2 separate regions of the Hordeum vulgare genome follow, and region 1 is linked to region 2. The links are chromatin contacts, called in public Hi-C maps. All regions are on one chromosome and are shown on one strand. Each heading gives the region's core, a stretch centred on a gene start, on an enhancer-like site or on the middle of the called end of the contact. The rest is flanking DNA. Distances are from core to core; before and after follow the strand shown.

Region 1 (6,943 bases), core at 3,287-5,786, 560 kb before region 2:
CACCTCGTGCATCCGCTGTATCTGTGGCACACCTGGCCTGAGGTGTACCCATAATCGAGATAGTCGTGCATCGTTGTCATCAGCGCATCTCTCATATAGAAATAATCTCTGGTGCTGGCGTCCCATGTCTTGACCGGCGATTTCCATAACGTGTCAAGCTCCTCTTTTAGAAGCCCCATATATAGGTTAATATTATTTCCCAGTTGTTTTGGCCCTTGAATCGGCATGCTCATGTGTATGTACTTTGTCTTCATGCACTTCCATGGTGCGAGGTTGTACATCCATACAAAGACGGGCCATGTGTTGTGGTTGGTGCTCTGGTTTCCAAATGGATTCATGCCATCGGTACACGCACCAAGCACGATGTTCCTTGCATCTTCTTCGAAAAAACGATATTCGGCATTGAGTGCTCCCCACTGGCTACCATCTGCGAGGTGTCTCAGCTTCGGATCATCTCCATCATTAGGCTTCTTCCTCTCCGCATGCCAGTGCATGAGCTTTGCTTCCTTAGGATCTACGAAATACCGCTGCAGACGGGGAGTGATCGGAAGGTAACATACAAATTTCTGAGGAGCTTTCCTTCCTGCCTTCTTGTATCGAGAAGCATTGCACACTAGACACCTGGTTTTTTCCGCGTGCTCACCCCGATAAATGATGCAAATCGTTGGTGCATGCGTGGTATCAAATGTGCGGCAGATCCAGAGGGCAAACGATTTTCTTGGCCTCATCGACACTGGTAGGACACAGGTCCCCTGCAAGAAGAACTTTACTCTGTAGATACTTCAAGTGCTCATCGAGGCTTTTGTTTGTCCATTTGTTTTTGGCCTTCGTCTTTAGAAGTTCGAGCATGAAACTCAAGCTGGTAACCTCGGGATCGCAACCGTCATATAATGGAGTCTTCGAGTCTACTTCAAGTTGCGCCAGCTTGGCCTCCTCTCTATCATCAACCGTGTCGCTATTCGTACTCATGCGAAGGAGGTCTCGAACATGAGGGTCCTGCACGATTGAACTTAGTACCATCGAAGTCTACGACGTGTCCATCGACTCTTCTCCGCCATGTCCGGACTCTACTACTTTGTCGTGTCCAGAATCTTCTCCGACGCCATGTCCAGACTCTTCCCTGCCGCCGTGTCTGGACTCTTCACAGCCATCGTGTCCGGCGCCATCGTCTTCTTGTCGATCGACCATCTCTTCGTCTAGACCCATGTTATTCCCTGCCATGTGGACGTCCTCATCATCATCTTCACTTATCCACCGAGTATAGCCATCCATGAAACCATTGATCAACAAGTGGCCCTTCAAAATGCCACGATCAAAAGGGTCCAAAATTACTCCTTCTTTGCATCTTGTACACGACATCTAATCCCAGTCCGTTTATTTTCATACATGTCCATAATCGCGGATTGCAAGTATCACTCCACCTTCCTACCACTCACCTTCATGACTGCAAGGTATACCAAGCAAAAGGGTCATAAACAGAATGCATGCATATAAAAATTTGGCACGACCTTGCCTAAAAATAGGACATATTGAGTTTGCTCGTAATTCGCCGAATCGGAAATAAATCGACATTTCGGCAAAACATAAGCAACTCACGGGTCATGTCACTCACACAATAACCCTTCATATCGCAAACACACATATTCCCATTATTGAAATGCACAACTTTTTACTCACCTATATATATCCCGAGAGAGATTGTGCACGGCTAAATAATGGAGAGGTAACAATGGTGGAGAACTTAGAGAGAGGAAAGGAAAAAGGAGGGGATATGGCAAAGGGGGGAGGAAGGGGGAGAGGGTGTGTGTGTGAGTGAAATGAGGGCAACAATGTTGGAGGAAAGGAGAAAGGAGGGGATAGGGCAAAGCCGGGGGGAGGGGAGAGGGTGTGTGTGTGGGTGAAAGGGCAATTATGGTGGAGGAAAGGAGATAGGGCAAATGGGAGAGGAAGGGGGAGATGGTGTGTGTGTGGGTGATAGGTAGAATAAAGAGAGAAGAAGGGGGAGTGTGTGTGGGTGTAAATGAAGCTGCCCACGTGTAGCAGTAGCGCTGGTCCCAAGGAAGTGCTATTACTACGAATATTAGCAGTAGCGCTTTTCACAGTCCAGCGCTACTGCTACAGATACTGTCGGTGGCCTCGTTGGGCCCCATTTAGTAGTAGCTCTTGTTCCTGTCCAACGCTAATCCTATGGAAATTAGCAGTAGTGCTGGATCTAGGGAAGCGCTACTACTACAGATACTATGGATGGCCTAGTTGGGCTCCATTTAGAAGTAGCGCTGGAACTGCAACTAGCGCTACTACTACTGTAGTTATCAGTAGCGCTTACTATTTCCAGCGCTACTACTAAGTAGCAGCAACGCGTTGTATTTTCCAGTGCTACTACTAGGCTCCTACATATAAGGTTTTTCCTATTAGTGAGGGAGAACAAGAAACAAAAGCTCAAGGAGCTCTATGCGGAAACGCATAATCGTCGTATCACAACATGGAATGGGGACTTTGGATCCCTGTTATGCGCCCAAAGGCTTAACTTCGCATTTGTCAGGTAGAAGTATTCTCGAAGGGTGACGCACGCCGCATATGAGAAGTACCTAGAGAAAGTTTACGTTGTTGGTGGGTACGATCAGGATTGAGTTATATATACATGTCATGATGTCCAACACTATCCTAGATATCCAGTTTGTGTGTCTTATATCTCTGCTTGAGTATGTTTATTATGTGTTGATCAAGATGTTAGTGAGACTTTATTTTATGTACTAATATGTTGAACAATGTAATTGCAGTCTTCACCTGCAATCAATTTTGTTGATGGAATATATGCTTATCTTAGATTTCCCATACAATTTACTACTAGCAACCGTTTGCCCAGAGACCATAGCACGCACAGATACGTGTGAGTGTTGGTAGTTCTTTTACACTGTGCATATTATGGAAAAAGAATGCTAGACTTACCTTAAAACTTGTTGAATGCGGTAAAAAATCAGGTGTCACACAAAAAGGAAATTTGGAATCCATTTACAAACTTGGTTATTTTTCCGGATTGAAACCGTGTGTGATGACTAACATTGTGTCGCGACACGCGTGTCCTGATTGTCCAGAGCGCATTTCCACGGATCACACATCTGCAACTATAGGATTTACACGAATCACAATAGTCCGCTCACACCGTGGTGGCACTTATCGGACACGGTTGTGTCTACTAAATCGTCGCCTCCGAAGCGCATTATTATTCTGACCGAGTAAACCCTCACCATCGTCCCACGTCACAAAACCCTCACCCTCTTCCCTTCTCGAGTCACACCCGCACTCCTCTCTAACACCGCATGTCACACCCGCTGCATAGTGTTGAACTCTTAGCTTTTAGGAACCCCCTTCCCTTATCACAATTGTCATTTAGTGGCAAAAGCTATATAATTTTATTTCCTTTTTGCCACTCTTAGCTTTTCACAATTATCACAATTTTCACTCTAAATTTTTTGTTTTTGCCTGGAAATGGCAATTCTGATCATTGTCAAAAACTAAGAGTGGCAAAAGTGAAATGTCAAAATTTAGAATGGCATAAGAAAAATTGACAAAATCTAGAGTGGCAAAAACAAAAAATTTCCAACAAGTTAAGCACCCGTGCATTGGAAGCCTTAGTTGCTAAACTTTTTAATATGCTTAGCACCGACACATTGAAAGTGGCATAAGATGATGCATTAGGAACTCACGTCGAGCATTTGCTGGTTGAAACGGTGTCCTCGCAATTTTATGGCTCGGTAAACTTACGAGAGAGAAATGATTGTTTTTTTCTTTGACCATGTTCTTCTAAGTGTTGTATGAAGGACAATTTTCCTTCCTCGCTTCACTACTAAAATCTTATGTATTTGCATGCAGTTTGTGTCTTGCAAATGTGTTTTCTCATATACTCTATCCATTTCTAAATATTTATCTTTTTAAAGATTTCAATACGGACTACATACATATGTATATAAACATAATTTAAAATGTAAGCTCACTCATTTTACTTCGTATGCCATGTGTAGTTGATTTAAAAATATATATTTAAGAACGGAGGGAATACTCGTTAGGACACACGAAGAATTCGAGAAAAGCTTTGGAAGAATATATTTTTCTTCTTGAGCGCTAGGTTTTGACTCTTTTAAAAAAAACAGGTTTTAAGCATATGAAGGGGGTGTTTGTTTCGAGGGATTTTTTGGTGTAAGGACTAAAAAAGTCCCTTTTAGTCCCATGTGAAACAAACATGAGAGACTATTAGGGACTAAAAGAGGGTATTTGGGACTAAAGGAAGAAGTCCCTATGGGAGGGTCTTTTTGGGATTTTTTGGACACTTTTTCCAACAATGCCCCTACTTTTAGCATGTCATTTAATAACTTCTAGTACATCACTAGGGGTATCATGATCTTTTTGCATGTTATTTAATGACCTCTAGTCTTTATTTAGTCCATGAAAACAAACGGATAAAGACTAGAGACTTTTTAGTTGGGACTTTTTTTTGAAGGGGATGAATTCCCTCCGTGAAACACAGGCGCCGCGAAGTCACTGGACCGGGCCAAAACTTCCTTCCAGGACGGAGAACCCTTTGCAGTGGCAGCCCACCTCCGTCCTTTCCTCCTCCCTCCCTCCCAGCGGCGGCGACGGACGACGGCTAAACCCCACCGGACACAACCGACCAATCGCCCGGCCCCGCCGCCTACCGTGGAGCCAGCGCAGCCGCCTCCGCATTCAGAAGCATGCCGAGGCCTCCTCCGCCAGGCCGAGGGGCTCCTGGCGCCAGGCGGCCGATGCGGGACTTCTTCGCGGCCTGGCTCGCCACCCTCCGCTCGCCGCTCCTCCCGTTGCTCCGCCGCGCGCTCTCCTCCTCCCCCGGCTCCTGGAACGACCCAATATCCTCGGCCGCCGCTGCCGTCGAGGCCCACTTCGAGGCGCACTGGTCCGCCCTCGACTCGGCCGCCCGCCAGGACCCCGCCCAGGTCATCTGCGCCGGGGATTGGCGGTCGCCCCTGGAGCTCCCCTTCCTCTGGCTCGGCGACTTCCACCCCTCCCTCCTCACCTCCCTTCTCCGATCGCTATCGCCATCGCCGCGGCTCCTCGCCTCCGCCGACCGCGTCGACCGCCGAATCCGCGCCGCCGTCCCCGTCGTCACCGACCGCCTCCGCCACGCCCAGGAGGTCTTCACCTCCGCCGAGGTGGCTGGTGGGGCCGACCTGGAGGCGTTCTTGGAGGAGCTCAAGGACGTCGCCCTCGAGGCTAATCGGCTCCGTCGAGGCGTTCTTTCGGAGCTCGTTGCTGCCGCCGGTGGGCACCAGGCGGCTCTCTTCCTCGAAGCTCTGTCGCGCTTCGTGCTCTCCATGCACGACCCGGAGGTGCTCCGCCGCTTCGACCATTGTCGCCCCTCGCCTGGTAGTTAACCCCTCTTCTTGGCTCGCTAGTTTATATTCTGTTTCTTGAGTTCTTTGGGTTGTGCAAATCTTGGTTTCCGGGAGGAATTGATACTAATGAAGCTTCATGTAATTTTTTTTTGAGACAACGTTAATATGTACGAAGGGTTAATGCCAAGAAAATAATTGCGTTCTTCTGTATGTTTGGTTGTGATTCTTCTTCTTTGTAACGGAAATGCTGGACCTTGGAGTATATGGTAAGATGTGCGAGGAAAACGCTGTGCAAAGTCTGGAATGGTGGAATGGCTTGTGACTGAAGCTGTTTACGGTATTGCATTAGGAGTCTTAATTCTCTTCCAAACTATCCCTTGAAGTTATGGATGGATTGAATAGGATTGATTAAATGTTAGCAGCAGGGGAATTGGATTTTCATGAACAATGAAGAAATAATGTCTGCTGCTTGTTTCATCTTCTTTTGATGTTTAGCTAAATATTGTTCGTCATTTGGTTCTTTCAGATTAGAAAAGTTGGCAAAAATTGTATGTCCTGTTGTTTATCCTTTAAAAATGATTTGTTACATAACAATGCTGGTACTATTGTGTTGTTCACATTGTGTGCACAGGTATCATTCTTACCGTGTATATTGCTCGTGTCTATCTTTTTGGTGATAAAATAGTTGGTTTATACTAAAGTGATAGTAATTTGCCTATCAAATAGTTTGCTGAAAATTAACAGACTTTTACATCAGATTGCTTTCCTGTGAATTTTTTTACCTGAGATGTACTCTGCCCTCCCAAGTCATAACTAGCATCTTGGTGTCTGAAAATGAGGTGTGACACGCACTGTTTAGTTTCTTTTCCAAAGTTTAGTCAGTAATTGGTTAGCAAACGTAAATCTTCTGACAGTAATTTTTACTCAATGACTCCTAATGTTCACTTGCATTATGCTAGTCTCTGTGCATTTTTTTACCTGGTTATATACTTACCTTATGCTAGATAGTAGGAAAAATAAATGCTTGGCATGATAGCTAGATGAACACTGTAGGAAGATGCCAACTCATTATGTTTTAGGCAGAGTTGCCACTAAGTTTAATCTGCAATGGTCATAAATCTTTGAATGTTGTTCCTGCGAGTAATGAAGTTAGAAACAATCATGCACTGATTATTGGACGAAATTGTGTAAGGGCGTTGCGCCATTGCCCCAACTCAATAAATTTGCATCTAAAGGCATGTGACTGGTCTGAACTTCATTGTTTCAATGTATTTAGCGTGGTTTTGGGCTTGAACAATTATTTGTGCCTCTAATGGCCGAGACCCTAACTGGATTGATTATTACTTGGATGAAGAAAAGGTAAAGAAAAACAATCTGATTATCAGGTAATCATCACCATTTGCTAATATTACCAGTCAGAACCAGCACTTGGTGAATTGGTTGTTTAATGATCTAATTTCAATGCTCCCGTGATACTTTAATTTAGTCATGTACTATATCTTATATGACTCAGCAAAGTCTAACTTTGTAACTACTGTTTATATTGCATTCGAAGCTTTGGAGAGAAAAAGGAC
Region 2 (7,052 bases), core at 3,768-6,267:
ACGCCGCTACCATCACCAAAAAGCCAAGGAGCTACACCTTTTTCACGACACCCAACCTTATCCCATTTGCCGACCTCCTTGATCTGCACCTCTACCATCCATGCAACTCCCCTTATACCTGATGATGGGTGAAGGTTAGAAAACAGTGGGTGCATAGAGGAGACAAGGACAAAGGTTGGCAACATATATCAAGCAGAACCAAACAAGCAAGCTCACATTGACAACACAAATAATTCTTTTCGCCATAGCCCTCCTCTAACTTTGTCCTACTATCTTCTTTCTTGAACATATGCAGAACATCAACACAAATCACCACATCAAAATACATGATCATGTTCACAAGAGAGAGAAATCACCTTCATCCCCTAGATTCCTCTTCCTCTCATCTCTTCTTTCCCAGATCTGCACACATAATTTTACAAAGCCCATATTTAGGCAATCAAAATTAGAGTGATGAAGGAAGCAAAAGGCAAAGAGAAATAATGCCTGATTGACCTCTTTAGCTCACGCCATCTCCGAGCTGAGCTGTAATACCATTGGTTAGATCGCCTTCTTCCTGAATCTACGCACATCATCCAGCCATCGATTTGCTTAACTCTACTTGGAGCTGCTCTGCTTCTCATACTCAATGGCCTCAACAAGCATGGATTTCCTTATCAGCCCATAGACCCCAATTTCTCTTGAGATCAAGGTACATCTAACAAAAACTAAAAAATATAATTTCTCTCAAGATCAACATATGAGAGTCCATCTCTTCTCAAAGTAAACAATGTAATATGCTAAATTCCGAAGCAGAATACGTGTTGTACAGGAGACAACGAAGGTGGGGGGATTAGGCGAAGCTCACCAACGGTTTTGAATTTATCAAATAATCCATATAGAGGGTTGTTGTGCTCCAGGGGAGATTCACACACCATTTTTAGTTGAATCACTCTCACCAGCAGCAGAGATATGTGATATAAATATGGCCTTGGCTGAAAAAGGAATCAACTTGCCGGGAAATTGCATAAGTTCGTTAGATACATATCCACAAATAATTAATTGATCAAAATTAATTGGGAACAATCATTCTGAGTAACTAACAATTATAAACATCACAAACTATTTCACCAACTCAGTTCTCTAGATGTACAACAAGCCCGTGTATAGACATGCCAATGAGCAAAGGATGTGCAAACCATGGCATGTATACACAGAGAAAAAAGTTTCAACGAAAAATCACTGCGATGTCACAGTCTATCATATGTGTCATCTAAACAAATGAAACTGCAACTGCTAGCATCATGTAAAAAAAGAATAGATCCATTCTACCTAGATGTAAGCACATGTGAGTATGTGACACGCACACAAGAAGGCACGAGTATGAAGGAATGGAGAAATCACCAACCTGTCAAACCAAGTTTCTGCCTGCTGCTGGCCGGCGCTCTTCACCAAGCCACGTCGTGTAGCCCTACGGAGAAAGGCCACGATTTGCGGACCAGGTTGTCATACAAACGCGACAAGGAGGACGAACTCCTTATCCCAGCCAACCAACTCGGCCACTGACCAGAACCAGGGGAGAGACGGCAGGCCGGCCTCGCCGCTCCCCACCGCCGTCCTCTTGGCCCTCCCCAGCAAGAAGATAGGCCGCCCTTGCTGCTCCCCACCGCCGGCCTGCAGGCCCTCCCCAGGAAGAAGGCACGCCGGCCTCGCTGCTCCCCACCGTCGGCCTCCTGGCCCTCCCCAGCAAGAAGACCCAGCCTCCCCAACCCTAGGTCGTGGGTGGGGAAGAAGTTGTGGGGTGAGCCCGTCCTCGGAGACGAACAAAGATGAGGGAGGAGGAATAACACGCGTCGGTGAGGCTCCATGGCGGAGGCCATGGCGACGCGAGGAGGAGGGATGGAGGAGGCGAGAGAGGCTATGGGGATGATGGGAAAGGGGCTAGGGTTTGTCTGGCAGCCCGTGTGAGAGTGGGACGTGGCGATGACAGGATTGGTTGCGAGATGCGCAGAGCGGATTGGCCAAAAACCTAGTGCACGCAGGAGTCGACGAACCTAGCCAACCAACGCGCAACGCGAGCGCACATGTCATTGGCCAGCAAAAACCACCGCAGGATGAAAATCAAGTTTAACTGTTGTAAAGATATAACGGCTCAAACACGTGAGAAGGTTGATCGGAAGGCCAACGAAGCCTCAAATCGGGGGAGCGCTCGGGAGGGTGGGACGCCCAGCATCCTTATAGGTTAGAATGGTCGCCTTGCTTTGCAGTTGCCACATATCAACCAAGCAAGCCTACGACTCATGAAGGTTTATGGTGCTTATGAGAATGTGGCACTGTATTGAGCGTTTTGTATCCCTCGTTTATGTCATTTTACCGAAGGACAAAGTGTTGTATGCCACCATGTGTCTCACCTCTTTGATGTGTTCTTTGCATCCGTCCGTACAAACTGCTCCACGATTTGCATCTTGCGCGTTCAAAACTCACAAAACGAGCAGCTCCTCCTCAGCGCGAGCAACAGTTGGCCAGCCCAGTAACAAGTGCACACATAAACTGCCTCAATGTTTGTGTTTTTAGGGTGGTTTTAAGAAGAATTTATTTATTTCCCCTGGTTTTCTACTAATATACATACAAAAATTGGAATTGTTTCTTGACTTACGAGAATGCCCGTGAATTAAAAGTTCACGAATTTTGCAAAATGTTCTTGAGTTCAAAGAATGCTAGAGAACTCAAAAACAATCGTGCTTTCCAAAAATCTTCATCAATTTAAAAAAATAAATATTCAAACAATTCATGAGTTTGGAAAAATGTGCACGAAATTTAAAAATACATCAAATTTAATAAGTTTTCATGAACTTAGCAAATTTTAAAAATTCAATAAATGCTTGTGAATTTGAAGTATTTATTTAATTTGAATAGAAAAGTCCAATTTTGCAAAATTATTGGGAACACATAAAATGTTTATGAATTTTAAAAATTATGACTTCAAAAGGTGTTCAAGAATTTTTAAAAAAGGTTTGCAAGTTCGAATTTTTCATGAATTTCGTAAAAAGTTCTTCAGTTTGAAAATTGTTCACGGATTAAAAAAACTCCATATTTGAAACATCATGAATTTCGAATTTATTATTGATTTTCAAAATTACTAATTTTAAAATTATTACTGATTTTAAAAAATCATGAATTTAAAAATTATTAGTCATTTTTTAAAAACACATTTTTTAAAATGTTCAAAAAATTGAAAATAGAAAGGGTGGCAAACATAATATTAAAGGATAAAATCTGAAAAAAAAGGGATTGAAAAAACGCAGAAACATGGGTGGATTGTGCATTTTGGGAGTGTTTGGTAGCCTGCACAAGCTCAATCTAGCCCGCATAATGCAATTTTGACCCGTTTGCAAGCTTATGTGCACGGGCAAACCTATTTAGCGGCACACATGCCGATTTTAGTTCATTTTTACAAACCGGCGCCTGCAAGCGAGTTGGTTGGGCTCGGCCCAAATAGCATTTTCTCATCTCGCTTTTTAACCCGCAAAAACCAGCGCCCATTGAGACATCATGAATTTCAAAACTATTATTGATTTTCAAAATTACTAATTTTAAAATTATTACTGATCTTTAAAAAAATCATGAATTTAAAAATTATTAGTTATTTTTTAAAAACACATTTTTTTAAATGTTCAAAAAATAGAAAATAGAAAGTGTGGCAAACATAATATTAAAGAAAAAAATCTGAAAAAAAGGGATTGAAAAAATGCAGAAACATGGGTGGATTGTGCATTTTGGGAGTGTTTGGTAGCCTGCACAAGCTCAATCTGGCCCGCATGATGCAATTTTGACCCGTTTGCAAGCTTATGTGCACGGGCAAACCTATTTAGCGGCACAGACGCCGATTTTAGTTCATTTTTACAAACCGGCGCGTGCAAGCGAGTTGGTTGGGCTCGGCCCAAATAGCATATTCTCATCTCGCTTTTTAAGCCGCGAAAACCAGCGTCCATTGAGAGGATCGAGAACCTGTAACCTACTGATAGACTGCAAACCGCGTTTACCAGTCGGCCAGATTTGCTGATATGATAGGATGGACCTTTTTTGTTTTTTATTGATTATTCTTTCCTTATTTCTTATTTCTCATTTCTTTTTCCCTTTTCCTTTTTTTTCTTTTTTACTTACTTATTTGATGAGTTTTATTTTTCAAATTTGTGAACTACTTTCGAATACTGAACTTTTTTCATTTTCTGATGAAATTTTTGAAAATCGATGAACTTTTCTCCAAATCTAATGAACTCATTTCAAAATCAATGAATTTCTTTCTTCAAATGGATGATCTTTTTTCATTTGATGATGAACTACTTTTAAAATTGATGAACTTTTCTTCAAATTTGATGAACTTTTTAATTTGGATGAACCTTTTCAAATTTGATGAATTTTTTTTCATTTTTTCATGAACTATTTTTAAAATCGACAAACTATTTTTCAAATTCGATGAAATTTTGAAAAATTTGGATGAATCTTTTGAAATATGATGAACTTTTTTCAAATCTGACGAAATTTTTTCTAATCTGATGAACTTTTTTGTTTAAATCAATGATTTTTTCCATTTTTCAGTGAACATTTTTTGAAATCGATGAGGTTATTTTGAATTCATGAACTTTTTTTAATACATGAACTTATTCGATTTCATGAACTTTTTTGACTAGGCCAACTTTTTTTGCATGCTCTTGAACTTCATTTGAAATATGTGAACGTTTTTTGCAAATAATTGAAAAATCTAAATTTTACTGTGGAATGTGTAATAAATACCGTCTTTGTATTCCTGTTTTTATAAAAGTAGCGCTGTAAATAGTCACTAGAGAATAGGTGATGTACTGGTTAGAGTCAATGTGTGGAAGCCTAAAGTATGGAGATCGAATCCCGGCCGTGGTGCATTTTTTGTGCTGCGCAGTCTTGGGCCGGCCATTTTTTGCTGTGATTTTTGCGCTGTGCAGTCTTGGGCCGGCCCATCCAGACGCCAGTTATGCTGGGCGGCGATGAATGCGCGCAATAGTAGCACCCTATGTGCACCACATTCTTGGAATACCCTATTCATGGAGACGATCGGACACACAGGGTGCTCTACCGACTGGGCCGGCCAATTTTTTTTATTTTCTTTCTCTGTTTCTTTTTTCCTTTTCTGCTTATGTCCATTCTTTTTTTATTATTAGATTCATTTTTATTTAATTTTTAATTTTTACTTTATGAAAACGATCAAATGTTGAATTTCCTATTCATTTTTTGAAGACATGAACATTTTTTAAAACAGAGAATAAATATGAAAGCACGAACATTTTGTGATTCTTGAGAAAAAATTCGCAACCGAGATTAATTTTGAAATATCCTGAACAAATTTGGAAGCGCGATTTTTTTAAAGCATGGACACTTTTTGAATCTAGAGAATAAAATTTCGAAACGGATAACAATTTTCAAAACCCTGTACAAATTTGCAAGCACGAACAATATTTTAAAGCACAAAATTTTATTGAATCTTGCGATTTTTTTCGAAAATGAGAACAATTTTGAAAAATCCTAAATAAATTCATAAACACAAACAATTTCGAAAACACGACTATTTTTTGAAAGACAATATTTAAATAAAAGGTCATTTTTGAAAATCCAGAACAGTTTTTAAAATATTAAACAATGTTTGAAAACGACAATTTTTTGAAATTTCTAACATTTTCTAAAATCAAGAACATTTTTAAAAATTTGAGAACAATTTTAGAACATGAATATAGTTTAACAATTGATAAAAAATTGATATTTGTAACATTTTCGTAAATACTGAAAATTATTTCAAAATACCAAACTTTTTCTTAAAATACGGAGCAATATTTTCAAAAACAGAATATTTTTTTAAAAACCCGAACATTTTCTAAAGTTATGTACATTTTTTAGAAAACAGCAACTATTTCAAATTTAAAACTTTTTTTAAAAAGAGAAACATTTTTTGATTTGAAGAAAATAAAATAAAATTCAAAACATTTTTTGAAAATGCAGAATCTTTTTTGTAACGGAAACAGAAAAAACAGAAAAGAATAAAGAAAGAATATAAAAAAATAAAACGAAAAAAAAAACCAGTTCAAGAACCTACTAGAAATTTACCAAAACAAATCAAAAACCGAAATCAGTGAAGTGCTAATGGACTAACCCATTAAAATCCCTCGCCTCACTTCCCGTTTGATTTTGCCGGACTCCCTCTCGGAAGAAACCACAAAAATATGAGATTTCTCTATTCACCGTATTTTGCGGCAAATAGACGGGACTACGCATAGTCAACCAACTTTTTTGGAAACTTTTTAGAAAGTTTCTAAACCGATTTTTGTTTCTTTTTAAACATTTTTTTCCTTTTTTGCCTTTATGTTTCGGTTTCTTTTTTCATTATTTTTTTTCTGATTCCTTTATTTTGAATTTTGTTTTATTTTTTTTAAATAAGTTTATGGTTGAAACATTTTCTTCAAATTCTTTTTTTTTACTTTTTGGAAAAATGTTCTAAATTTCAAAAAGTTGCTGATTTTTAAAAACATTCGTAACTTCAAAAAATGTTCGAGATTTTCAAGGAATATTCGTTATTTTTAAAAAATGTTCAGTATTTCCTAAAAATGTTTTGCATTTTTAAAAAAAATTCAAATTCGAAAAATATCTTTGCTTCAAATTCGAAAATAAAAAGGAAAAATAGGAAAGAAACCAAAAAAGGAAATAATTAGAAAAGGATAAAATGAACAGAAAAAAGAAAAGAAAATGAAATTATCAGATTTACTTATGAAAAAAACTGGGCCGACCCGTGTGTGCGTCCGCTCAGGTGTTCATCGCAATGAGCGGTGCAAAGGAGGTCCCCACATTCTTGGCATCCACTAAACTTAAAGTACCACCGGGCCAAACCTGGAGGAACAATCGAATAAAGTGTTTTTGTCGAGCGAGGCCCAAACAATGCAATTAAATTTTGTGGACGGCTCTCATGCTCCAATTATATGTGAACTCCTCTACACTAGGTGCATTGTGCACATGAGTTTGCACGTGTTTTGTTGTAATCTCCTTCCTTAATC

The links. Hi-C and Micro-C count contacts between places; a contact is called where the count stands out from the background.
Region 1: a Hi-C map of seedling shows a contact between it and region 2, with 3 times the contacts expected there. The contact joins the promoter of LOC123404329 here to the enhancer-like site in region 2. A contact is called at or near these places in 1 of 6 Hi-C or Micro-C datasets (seedling) and 1 of 1 datasets of contacts at active chromatin or transcription factors (embryo).

The regions. Positions count from the first base shown.
Region 1 is chr6H:415,978,980-415,985,922 of MorexV3_pseudomolecules_assembly, reverse strand. It overlaps LOC123404329 (protein INAPERTURATE POLLEN 1 homolog), which reads left to right and starts at 4,536. Exons shown (of 3, transcript XM_045098252.1): 1 at 4,536-5,400. The coding sequence starts at 4,731.
Region 2 is chr6H:415,419,641-415,426,692 of MorexV3_pseudomolecules_assembly, reverse strand. No RefSeq gene overlaps it. Among protein-coding and RNA genes, the nearest start is that of LOC123401154, 5.0 kb to the left of the region's middle. Within about 2 kb of position 5,017, at least 3 of the 3 cell types and tissues checked have open chromatin away from gene starts, as enhancers often do. A contact at or near this core is called in seedling, where this site is marked.